Regions from separate parts of the Mus musculus genome. Here region 1 is linked to region 2. Evidence: chromatin contacts called from public ChIA-PET data. All regions are on one chromosome and are shown on one strand. Each heading gives the region's core, a stretch centred on a gene start, on an enhancer-like site or on the middle of the called end of the contact. The rest is flanking DNA. Distances are from core to core; before and after follow the strand shown. Region 1 overlaps Golm1 (golgi membrane protein 1). Region 2 holds the start of Agtpbp1 (ATP/GTP binding protein 1).

Region 1 (5,798 bases), core at 74-2,573, 99 kb before region 2:
GCTTGCACAGCAAGTCCTCTCCACTGCTACCCATCTCTCCAGCCTCATGGTTTGGAGGTAGTCTGACCTGAAACTTACTATGTGGCCCAGGTTGGTCCTAAACTCACAGCAATCCTCCTTCCTCAGAATCCCAAATACGAAGATTAGCGGCAAAAGCCATTATTCCCAACTCCTTATTTTCCTTTAACAGGTGCATATATGGGTACATATAAAACAAATTTGTCTTTATTTGGTTTTATTCATTAATTTACTTATCTTTAGACTTGGGATGTGGTCCTCCAGTCAGCCTCTGGAGTGTTAGAATTGTAGGTGTGAGCCTGTACGCTGCTTAAAACACATTTCTAAAGGTTTGAAACTTGGGGGTTTTAATTATTGACAGAATCCCATAAATATTCACTTGTGTGGCTCTGCATTATCTCCTAAGGTTGGAGTTCATTCTGTTATGTTTCTGTCAGAAGGCTGATTTGAGGTCTGGAGATGTCCTGCGGGTCCTGGGTCGGGGCAGGGTATTTACTGTTTGGCCCACCTAGAGGAAGAGGTGGGGAGATCCTTGGCTACTCAGTAGCACTGTTGGGACAAATGCAGAGCTTCCTGCCCATGTTTGCTTGCCAAACCTTAGTCAGAAATAGCTTCCGTCAATGTCTGTGGCATCCTCTGCTTGGCTGGTTCCTGGCAGCTGTGTGTCTGCCTTGACTTTTATACTTTTTGTGTGAGTTAATTTGCCTTGCGGGACACAAAGAAAATCCTTAGAGTGCATTTCCTTTGTGATGGAAATAAAGTTCCCGGGTCAGAAAGGACTGAACGGAAGATGTGAGGGGGATGGAGAAGAAGCTACAGAGGCCTGTTCCTTGCTTTGTGTGCAAGAGGAGCTCCCAGATGAACAGCTGCCTGCTGGTGGAGCCTGGGTTTGATTCCAGCCATGCAAATTCAGGAGCAGTGGATAGGTGGAAGGAAGGACGGGGCCTCTGGCTGGGTGATCCTCACTTACCCTAGGGTGCACTGAGGTGCTGTCAGCTTCCTGGTTTCTCCCCGAGTGACTATTCCTGGGGTGACTGAAAGCTTGTCTACTTGCCCCAGATAGGGAACCAGCAAGAAACCCAAACAGATACCCCCCAAGTCCACCGTGGTGAACCAGTGAGTTTTATTGGGGTTGCTTAAAGGAACAGGAAGTGATCCAGACAGATTTGCTTCTGTGGGGGGAAACCACTAACCCACGTGGTTAGTGCATCTTACTCGGAATGACTGTGGACCGTGGAATTGAGCCTCCCAGACGTGGTATGCAAGAAGGAAGGCTGCAGAGTGTGGAGAGGGAGCTCAGGGTTCTACGTCCAGATCAGCAGGCAGCAGGAAATGAACTGTGAGCTTCAGAGACCTCAGAGCCCACACTCTAGGGACACGCTTCCTTCAGCAAGGCCACACCTCCTAACAGTGCCACTCCCAATGGCCAAGCATTCACACACACACACACACACACACACACACACACACACACCAGTCTATGGGGGCCGTACCTATCTAAAGGAGTGCAGGGTCCCACGTGACATGCTCAAAGTTCCCTTTACACTTTCTAACCTAATACCATAAAGTAAGCGTGGAGGGAAAGCACCCCAGCAACCCTCTTCTTGATGCTATTTTCCCTTTGGTTTTGGCACGTTGGTGTCTACAGTTACTTGGGGTTTAGAACCCATGGTGGATCCATTGCCTTCCTCAGGCTGTGGCAGAGGTGACAAAGTGCTTATCTGGCTCACGGTTAAAGGCCAGTCCATCATGGCGGCTGTCACGTGGCCAGGCCTTGATGTTTCAGTTTACCCCATGGAGATGCTTCCTCCTAGACGTGCGTGCCCAGAGGTTTGTCTCTTAGGTGATTTCAGATCCTCTGCACTCGACAGGTAGGGTTAGCCGTCACAAGTGGGATCATTAGGAGTGATGGTCATGGCCCTGGTAACTTGCCATGAAACTCTGACCTCCAGGCAGGGCGTGACCACTGCCATCTTGAAACCCACACCTGCTTAACATTGAACTGACCCCTCCCATTGACTTATAGACAGCCGCAAAGGCTCCTTGGCTGCTCACAGGCAGCTCACGAGGCAGGCACTGAATGCACGAGGGCCACTCACGGCTGTGTGAGTGGTTAGTTAACAGCTAACTGTGGCGGGTGGGGAGCCTCTTCTGTAGTGGTGTACCTGCCTTAAGTTGTCCGTGCCCTTGCACGTAGCCCTTATCCCTGATTCCTAAGTAACTCAGTTAAGCTCACTGGTTTACTACTCTAGACTTGGAATAAGTTAGTCTGCCACTGGTATTCTATCTGGGATGGACAGTTTTGGGCAAATGTCCTTGGGGACGTTCACCAGCTTGTCTAACTAGCTCAGGAGCAGATCACTTGGGTGCAAGTGTCACCTCCTGAACAGGAGACAAGATATATGGACAAGATTCCCATTTGGGTACAATACAATGTGGCCACGCCAGGGGCTCTGTGCAGGGATTCTTTAATCATCTGTGTCCTAGTCGTGAAGTCCCTTGAGGCTGAAAACCTATGGCCACAGGCCTCCAGCCCACAGATGGCTTGTCTCCTGGATGGCCAAAGCTAGCCAGAAAGAGTTCAGAATTGTTGGTGCCAGCATGCTCTCTTTCAGAGACAGAGCTGAGATTCCCTGTCTTAGCGGCTTCCTTGCTGTGGTGGTAGATGGAGCTGTGGTGCTAGAACTGACCCTCGGCCTCTACCCTCAGCACCAGAGCTATGGTCTTGAACAGTGTCTAGCAAGGGGATGTGGAGAGGAGCCAAGGAGGTGCTGGGTGTGCCACAGGAGTGTGCATTGCGTCAAGGGCGAGGACAGAGGAGGCTGTGGTTTGATTTCAGTTCACTTACAAGTGAGGCATCAGTGAGTGTTCTGGGGTCCTCCATGCCTGGCTTGCTTGGGGCCCCCTGGGAATTCTCTTTAACCCAAGTTACCTGTAGAGGCATGCAGTGGGCCAAGAGCCTGGGAGACATTTGTGATCCCCTGTTCTCTTTCTTTTGACAGGGCCTTAGAGGTCCACAGGTGGACCAGGAAAGCCCAGGCAGGTTCCCCGAGATGGTAGCTTCTTGTTTGCAGAGGACATTGCAAGGAGAAACATCAGGAGGGCTCCAGGGCAGGTACATAAACAGGACCAGTAAGGGAAAGGGGCGGCCCCTTATGAAACACCAAGTGTATGGACTATTACTTTCTCTTTCTCCGAGGCCTAGTCTCTTTCGGAGTCATTCAACTCTTCTCCCAGGAAATGGACTTTGCAACCCCCAGAAAACTGCCATCATCACATTGCCTGCCCTCCCTCTGTCCCTCCCTCCGTCCCTCCCTCCTATCACCAGCACCTGCACAGTCCCTTTTCTGGAGATTCTTAGTTTCCCAGCAGCCAGTTTGGCTTATGGCTCACTTTCCACAGGGTTCTCCCTTACCTTGGGGATGGGGACTCCTTGCAGCCCTTAGTCTGCAAAAAAGATCCTAGGGTGCATGAAGAGTGCCCTGGCCTTCCGCTGAGCTGGGCCTTCCTGCTCAGCCTAGCTGTGAAGGTGGAAGGGTATTGCTCTCCTCCATCAAAGGTTCAGGGTGCTCTGGCCGGAGCTGCTTTGGTTGGGTGGCCAGCCCGTATGCATCAGGCATTTCCTCCACAGATGGCGTCGAGCTTCAGCCATTTCCTCTGCCCTTGACTTGTTGGAGGCAGTACTCAGCCACCGAACCACAGCTCAAATGCCGAGTGCCTTTATTTGCTGCCTGAAGCTGGAGTGTAGATAGATTGTTGCCGCGCCCCTCAGTGCTTGTTCACTTGGACATCTCATGCACACCTGTGCAGGGCCACCTGTCAGAGGATCACCGTGCTTTTCCAGTTGTCTGTCTCCCCACCTCTCAGCAGAGCCAGAGTTCAGCACCTTGGTGTTTAGAACAGTAGCTGGATAGAGGTAAAGGGGTGGTGTGGTCATGAAGGCCAGAGGTTTTCAGTTTAAGGAGCATGTGGGGAGGGTGGGTTTGTAGGCAGAGCTGGTTTAGGCCAACATTCCCCGTGAGGAACCTCTTTGGCTACAGCTATGGAGGAGAGGCAGGCCTTCCCTGCTCGTGGCATGGTTTGACTGTGGCCTGTCTCCACAGGCTCCTGCCCTGTGGGATTGGCCCCAGCTGGCATGCTGTTTTGGTTGTAGAGACAGGTCACTGGGGGCATCTGTAACGCCGTTTCCAACGGAACCACTCCCTCCTAGAGGGGAAAGGAATACTCAACCCTGAGGACTAAGCAAGGACGCTCAGAACTTAGGCTTCCAAGGCTCCACCACAAGAAGGAATTGTGACGGGGTCTTTAATGGAGCTGCCTGCAAGGTGAGCAGGGAGCTCCGGGGATGCTGCTTTCCTGATGCTGAGGTGGCTTCTACTGACACAAGGGTCTCTGTTAGCCATGCTCCTGTAGTAGTCCCTCACCCATGTCGCTATCACCCCCCAGTAAAAGTGAGTAGGTTGCCAAACTAGGCTTGTGTTGTTGTTGGAGGTGAACAGCTTGTTCTTGTCTTCCCAAGAGAAGTCATGTGACAAGGCAGGTCCTCAGGACCACCTAGTCCCTGCCTCCTCCTTGTGTCTGTTCTGGTCACCATGCGTGAACTGCTCCTCCATGCTCCTTACCATAATTAACTGGCAGCAACTTCTGAAACCTGATCCAGGGTCACAGTGACAGAAAGCACTACACAATTCATCATGAAAGATGACTCTCCTCTCAGGAGAGACAGGCTGATGAGACAGAAGCACACTGAGGACATTGGAAGCAAAGCCGGGGAGCCCAGGTGAACTGCGGAGGCTTGATTCCAGGTTTCCTGGGAAACCTTATGTGTTGTGACTCTCGATTGTAGCAGGAGGTTACATCAAGCATTGACCTGTTTACGGTCTACTTTGTTAAATAACTGCTAGGATGTTGGCTCCCTGTGAAATCACTAGAGGCTTCTAGAGGCTTCAGACAGCATTCCTTCCTTAAGTGACAGGCAGCAACAATGTTGCTTTCATCGCTAGAGGCTGCTCAGACAGCATCTGTTCCTTCAGTGACAGGTGGCAACAATGTTGCTTTATAGGCACAGCCGCCACTGTCACACTGAAAAAACCCAGCAACCTCTTTGTGGAAACAGTTCAGCATTGCTCGCCTTTCTGCCAGTTTGCTTAATCACAGAGTTTTGTCAGCACTGACCAGCTATCCCACGACAGCATTCTTGTTTCTATGGGAACATGCTTTCAGTGACTGACCCTCTTTGGTTTTGAGGGGCTGTGGAGGTGAAGTGTTTGGGGGTGAGTGTGAATCCAGCGGGATGTGGTCCCTGGGAGTCAGGTCTACTCTTTGCGGTTCAGCTTCCTGCTCTCCCTCCCTCAGGCTCTGCTGTCCCGGGCCACGAGCATCTGTTAAGGTCTTAAACTGTCAGTATCTGGGCTAGGTGATCCCTACCCACGGCTGACCTCTGTGCACATGGTACACATTCATATGTGTAGGCAAACCACCTATAAAACATAGATACGTTTTAATATATCAGACAATGCTGTTGTCATGATTTTTATAATACTGTGCAGCTGTCACACTCTGGGGAAGCACTCACTCCCATCCCTCCCGCCAGCCCCAGGAGTTACTGGTGGACTTGTGTGTCTCTGATCTGTTCCTGGTGGATCTGTGCAATGTCCTTTAGTATCTGCCTCTCTTCTGAGCCTCGAGCTTCAAGGCCCTCCACCTTGCCGCGGTTTGAAAGCTATGAAACACAGCTGGTTTTCCAACAATCTAATGCAGACATAACTTGTCTTCAGACC
Region 2 (5,655 bases), core at 721-3,220:
TTCAGCTACAGTTTCATTATTAAGTTTGTTGCATTTTGTAAGCCACAGTATTAAAGATTTAAGAGGTAAAGAAATCAAGAGAGATGGAGCCATGCTCTCTACCACTAAAGCCGAAATAAGTGAAGTTGTACAGAATCTCTGAGTTGCCAGGCTGAGGTGTGCCAGTTAAGCGATCTAGACTGACCTACATCTGATGACTCTTTTTTACAAGTTATTTTTGTGGCAGTTGGTATTGAACTGGGGCCCCAGTGCAAAGCATGTATCCGGTCACTGAGTCATGCTTCCCTCTAGTCATTAGTTTATTGCCACACAATGAGTGAGGTTTCAAAATCATTTGAATTCCACTACTGTTCAGGTAGGTTGGAAGCAGGCCTCTGGGGAGAAGGGAAGTGGAGGCGTACAAGATTGAGCTGAGCCTTCAAAGGAGTGGCTCTGGGAGAGAAGGTGTCTAACAGCATGGCGATGGAGGGAGATCTTGGAGGACCCTTGCTCCTGCACAGTGCTCTGGCTGAGGGTTTGGAGACAGCTGGAGCAGTGTGGTGCTCAGAGAAGTAGCCAGCTAATTCCCGAGTGCTCAAACCCTTGTGCTTCCATGCTTTTAAGTTATGGTCCTTGAGGCTGGGAACTCCCATGGGTCTGATAAGAGCTGGAGCCCAATCCTTCTCCAGGTGAGAAGGTTCTCACACTTGCTAAAGGTGCCATTCATCTGCAAGTTGTGTGTTTGCAATAACTTCAAAGCCAATGACGCTGTGGGTTACCCGGCTGTATGGGCCAATCTTCTGAGCCTTTGTTCTGACCATTAACCATACTTTGCTAAAGAGGAATTCAATTTATATGTATTTCTAGATTGCAAGTTGATTTAGAAACACGTTCTTTGAATAATGTCTCATGAATTTTGAACTACTAAATGTTCTTAGACAATCGTTTTCATTTTGGGGAGTTTGTGGTGGAGAGTGGTTTAAAGGTATTTTAAATACTTGAATCTATCATTATGTGCACATGTGTTATAGGTATGGGGAAAACCAACATTTATAAAATGGCAGTCTTTTGTTCCTCTCAGTAAAGACATCTGCCAAGAGCAAGTAGCATGAAGCACTGTTTCACACCTTGAATACGTTTTTTGAATTACCTCCACAAACCTGCTTGAACGAAACATAAGAACAAAATAAAAACCCCACAGGGCTCAGTTTAGTCCCCTATCATGCTGTGATAATTTTACATCCCTTACCAACCACCATAAACAGGGAGCATGGTCGATGCTCCTTAAAAAGGCAAATGATGTCTTTATTAACAATGTATCTCAGAGTATTTAAACACAGTCAAAACACAAGCATGCTCCCTACTTCTCCCCCACTGTTTTTTGCCTTTAGCTTCTGCACCAAGGTTTTCCATAACATCGTTTTGAAATGAATGGGCATGACATTTTGTTCGCAGTACCATCAGATAATCTCATTTACCTGGATAAATGGGCCATGCGCCACAGCCTTCACAGCCTGTTCTGGGTCAACTTGGGGTCAGGAAGGACTAGCCTCACTGTTTCCCAAGGTTTGATGGGATTTGGGAGCTACGCCCCCGGTTGGGAAGGAAAAAAGAAGGCGATTTGATGAACGTGTCGATCTGCTAGCGGGCTAACACGTTTACACTGGCCCACGACCCACAGGAACCCAAAGGTAAGGGCGCGCACCGCCGGTTGCCCACGCCAGAGTGGAGTCCTTTCCCTACTCCGCCCCACCCTGCCCCGCCCGCCCCGCCCCGCCCCTCCTCGCCCCGCCCCGCCTCTTGGTACCCACCCGACCTTGCGCACGCGCAGCTTGTCTTCCCTCCAGGCGTGCCGCCCCCGCCGGCGGGCACGCGCCCCGCGGGCCCCCCCCCCCCCCGACGTCCCGCCCTTCCCTGGAAGCGCCCTTCCCCCACGCGCACGCGCCCTACCGGGCGCACGCGAGCCGGCCCTCGGAGCCGTGAGTTGGGCGGGGCGCCGCGCTGACGTTGCCCGGGATGCGGGCATGTTCCGCGGCCGTCTTCGCCGCCTCCGCCTCTCCTGCCACCCGGGTTTGTATGAAAACGGCGGGCCGCGGGCGGCGGACGGCGGGAGAAGGGCGGCGGGCGGCGAGGAACCGCCGTGCGCCCCGGGAGTCCCGGGCGCGGAGGCCGAGCGCAGCGCCCAAGCCGAGCCGGTGAGCGTCCCCGCCGCCCGCGCGTCCCGCTCGCCGGCTCCCGGCGGCTCCTCGGTTCACTTGGCGGAGGCGAAGCGCGCTGCCAGGCGGCGAGGCGGGCAGTCGAGCGAGCCGGGGCGGTCGTCGCCCCGTGCACTCTCCTCCGCGCTCCGCTGCCCGCCACTCCCTGGCCTCCGCCCTGCCGCGCCCCGGGACCCTTTGATTGGCTGCTCCCTGACAGTTTAGCGCCGTGGACGGCAGTTTCAACACCTCCCCGGGTGGTCGGGGTGGACGTTGACTGTGTATGCTGGTCCGTGGATGATGCAGGTCTCGCACGGCGTGTGAGGTAACGACGGCGATCCCGCTGGCATGGCAGGCTGTCTGTGGCAAGCCCTCTCCAGGTGTTCGGAATGGTAACGGTGCCCATCAGGTACCCGGCAGTTCGCAGTCCACAGAGTCGAGTGGCTCTCCCGAGCGCTCGCTCTTCCTTGGCCAGCTTCTGACTTATTCTCACAGTTCTCCTTGCTTCCCTGAGAGAGGAAGTTATTTTTGTAATTGTGTTTTGGAAATGTTTCTGGTTTCGTTGGCTGCAGAAGAAATGATTTATTTAAGGCACTTTGAACGGTACGGATTTTAAAACAGGCCAGATGTCAAAACCAAAGTCCTGGAGATCTGTAATCAGATCCCTCTAATGGGCCGCACTTTGGCGATGCCTTAGTCCACCCGAGTTTCTCCTGGTTTGCTTGGTTTCTCGTTCTCCCGAGTCACATTCTACAATGGAGTTACACTGTCATTTTGAATGACCATAGAGTTTTGCCTTGAATTGATGGATCAGTGTTTAAAATTGTAATCTCTGTTGGACTCTGAAACAGACCCCTTATGTGTTTGACCAACATGACATAAATGTCAAATATATTAACGTAATTTAACCTTCTGTGGTATTTTTAGTTTCTTAAGATTTATACGCATATGCATATGTATATATACATATGTGTGTGTGCCTGTGTGTGCATGTGTGTGTGCACCATGTGTGTACCTGAGGAGGTCAGAAGAATGTGTCAGATTCACTGGAATTGGAGTTACATATGGTTGTGAGCCACCATGTGGATGCTTGGAATCAGACCCACCCAGGTTCTCCGAAAGAACGGCCCTTAATCATTGAGCCATCTCTCCAGCCCAGTGGTAGCAATTTTTAAATAAAGGTTTTCCAATTGATTTGGCTCAAGGGTTACCCCTTATTTCTTTTACATGTGTGTATAGATCAGAGCACTTTTGAGTTTTGGTTCTCTTTTCGACCTTGTGGTGCAGGTGATGGAAGGAGAGTGGTCATGGCCATGAGCCGGTGCTTGCAGAACCATCTTGCTCTCTCCCTTGAAGCATCCTCTTTAGAAAAGTCTGGCGGCAGTGCCGTGTAATGATTAACCCTGCATTAGTTAGAGGTAAAAGCTGCAAGGGCGTGAACTATTTTAATTTGTATGGCATCCTAAAGTTTGGATTTTGCCTTTTTAGCTTCCTCCTCAGTAGTCATCTTCAGAGTCTGCTCTTCTTGCTTGATGCCCTCAGCTCTGAGTTCAGATAGGAGGAAACGGTGACTGGTGATCCTCTGCACATCCCTTAGGATCGTAACTTGAGCAGCGGATATCGGTGCACATGCCGGAGAGGGTTGAGGGTGGGTGCTGTGTGTTAGACCTCATGTCACTGCAGGTCACAGTGCCTGGCTGTAGTGTCGCAGTGGCTGAGGAGTTGGGGCTCGGCCAGAGTGGCTGAGTTTGTGTCCTGGCTTGCTGCAGGCAAGCTGTTTATTCTCTGGATGCAGTTCTGTCCTTGCCCAAAATGGAGATGATGGTGCTTGTGCACTTAGGGTGATCTCATGAAGTTAACACGAGTGTGGCGCTTGTCCACAGAGCATGGCTCACGGGAAGTGCTCAGTAGGCATAACTGTTGCTGCTACTGATCGCCCTCGGTGTAAGTGGCTGAAGGGAGACTTCAGACTGAGCAGTGTTAGCACAGATCAGTCCCTAGGACCCACTTCCTTGTTTGAGGCTGAGAGAGTGTAGCCTCACTGCCCTTTGATGGAAACGTACATGTTTTAAATAGAACAGGTACGCCCTGAGCTGTGTTCCCTTTTAAATAGAACAGGTACGCCCTGAGCTGCGTTCCCTGGGATGGTGCTGGAGAGCTGAGTATCCTCGCTTGCCTGGCCTCTCTGACAGAATCTTGGCTGTCTCCCTCTTGGTGGTGGCTGAAATTTTACTAACCTATCTTCCAGGTTCTCAGTGACAATGTTGCTCTGGGAGTTAGAATTACAAAGTAATTTTTATCGATACATTATTTTGTCTTTATTTTGTATTTTTATCTTTTTAAAGATTTGTATTTCATATGCATTGGTGTTTTGACAGCATGTATGTCTGTGTGAGGGTGTCAGATCCCCTGGAACTGGAGTAGACAGTTGTGGGTGCTGGGAATTGAACTCAGGTCCTCTGAAGAGCAGCCAGTGCTCTTAACTGCGGAGCCACATCTCCAGCCCCTATTTTGTCTTTATTGACGTTACATAAAATGTTTTGGTTTGCTATTGTGCTCATTTTCATCTTTTATGTAATTCTCCTAAAAAAAAATAGGTCTCCCCTCACCCCCATTAGTAATTTTATTGTCTTGGTTCTTGGTTTGCAGGGACTTGATGTAACTAACACATCTCTTACCTGATATTCTTGGACCAAGAGTGTTTTAGGTCTTGGAATATTTTCATGTCTAATGAGATACATGATTTTATAAACGTTTTTAGCGTGCCTACATTTGGGGTGCAGTATGTGAGGTGAGGTCAGCCGTGACTGTGTCTGTGGAGTCCTGCTAGTGTTCAGAAGGTTTGGGACATTGGGATTTTATATTAGAGTTGCACAGCTGCTTTTAAAATCCGTTCATAAATCAGATATTTAAAAACTCAATCTCAGGACTCTTTACATCCTTAGAAATCATATTACATATCAATATAAACAACACATTTTTAAGTGATAACCAAAACAGACCACCTGCAGACCTAGTGAGAAGAGTGGTAGTGTTTCACATTTTTCTAAGTTTCCCATGCCCGTTTTCAAAACTCTCCTCTCTCCTTTCCCTCCCTTCCTCACCACCCCCAACCCCAAAATCTTTAGTGTCAGAAGGTACAAACAGCTAGGTTATTTCCACATTTAGTCTATTGCAATATCTTGTTTAGGTCGAAGTGCATGCATGGAGGGGATCCAGCCAGATGCAGCTAATGGCTGTGCAGGGGAGGGAACAATCAATGGTGGGTGTCTTTGTTTAGTGTGTCTTCAGACTCAACACTTGCCATTTCTGTCTTGTTTGTTTGTTTGTTTTGAGACAGAGTTTCTCTGGGTGGCCTTGGCTATCCTGGAACTCACTCTGTAGACCAGGCTGTCCTGGAACTCCCCCTGCCTCTGTCTCCTGAGTGCTGGGATTACATGTGTTTGCCACCACTGCCTGGTGTGGCACCTTCTTTTTTTGG

What was found. ChIA-PET counts read pairs in DNA pulled down with a chosen protein or histone mark.
Region 1: a contact with region 2 is called in an RNA polymerase II ChIA-PET map of memory CD8 T cells, with 220 read pairs. The contact joins the enhancer-like site here to the promoter of Agtpbp1 in region 2. A contact is called at or near these places in 1 of 484 Hi-C or Micro-C datasets (nephron progenitors), 4 of 115 datasets of contacts at active chromatin or transcription factors (effector CD8 T cells, embryonic stem cells and memory CD8 T cells) and 3 of 9 other capture datasets (adipose tissue, liver and pancreatic islet).

The regions. Positions count from the first base shown.
Region 1 is chr13:59,652,131-59,657,928 of GRCm38.p6, reverse strand. The region is part of intron 3 of Golm1 (golgi membrane protein 1); the gene reads left to right. Among named protein-coding and RNA genes, the nearest start is that of Golm1, 21 kb to the left of the region's middle. Within about 2 kb of position 1,323, at least 139 of the 459 cell types and tissues checked have an H3K27ac peak or open chromatin away from gene starts, as enhancers often do. A contact at or near this core is called in effector CD8 T cells, embryonic stem cells, liver and 1 more, where this site is marked.
Region 2 is chr13:59,553,617-59,559,271 of GRCm38.p6, reverse strand. It overlaps Agtpbp1 (ATP/GTP binding protein 1), which reads left to right and starts at 1,970. Exons shown (of 26, transcript NM_001377097.1): 1 at 1,970-2,174.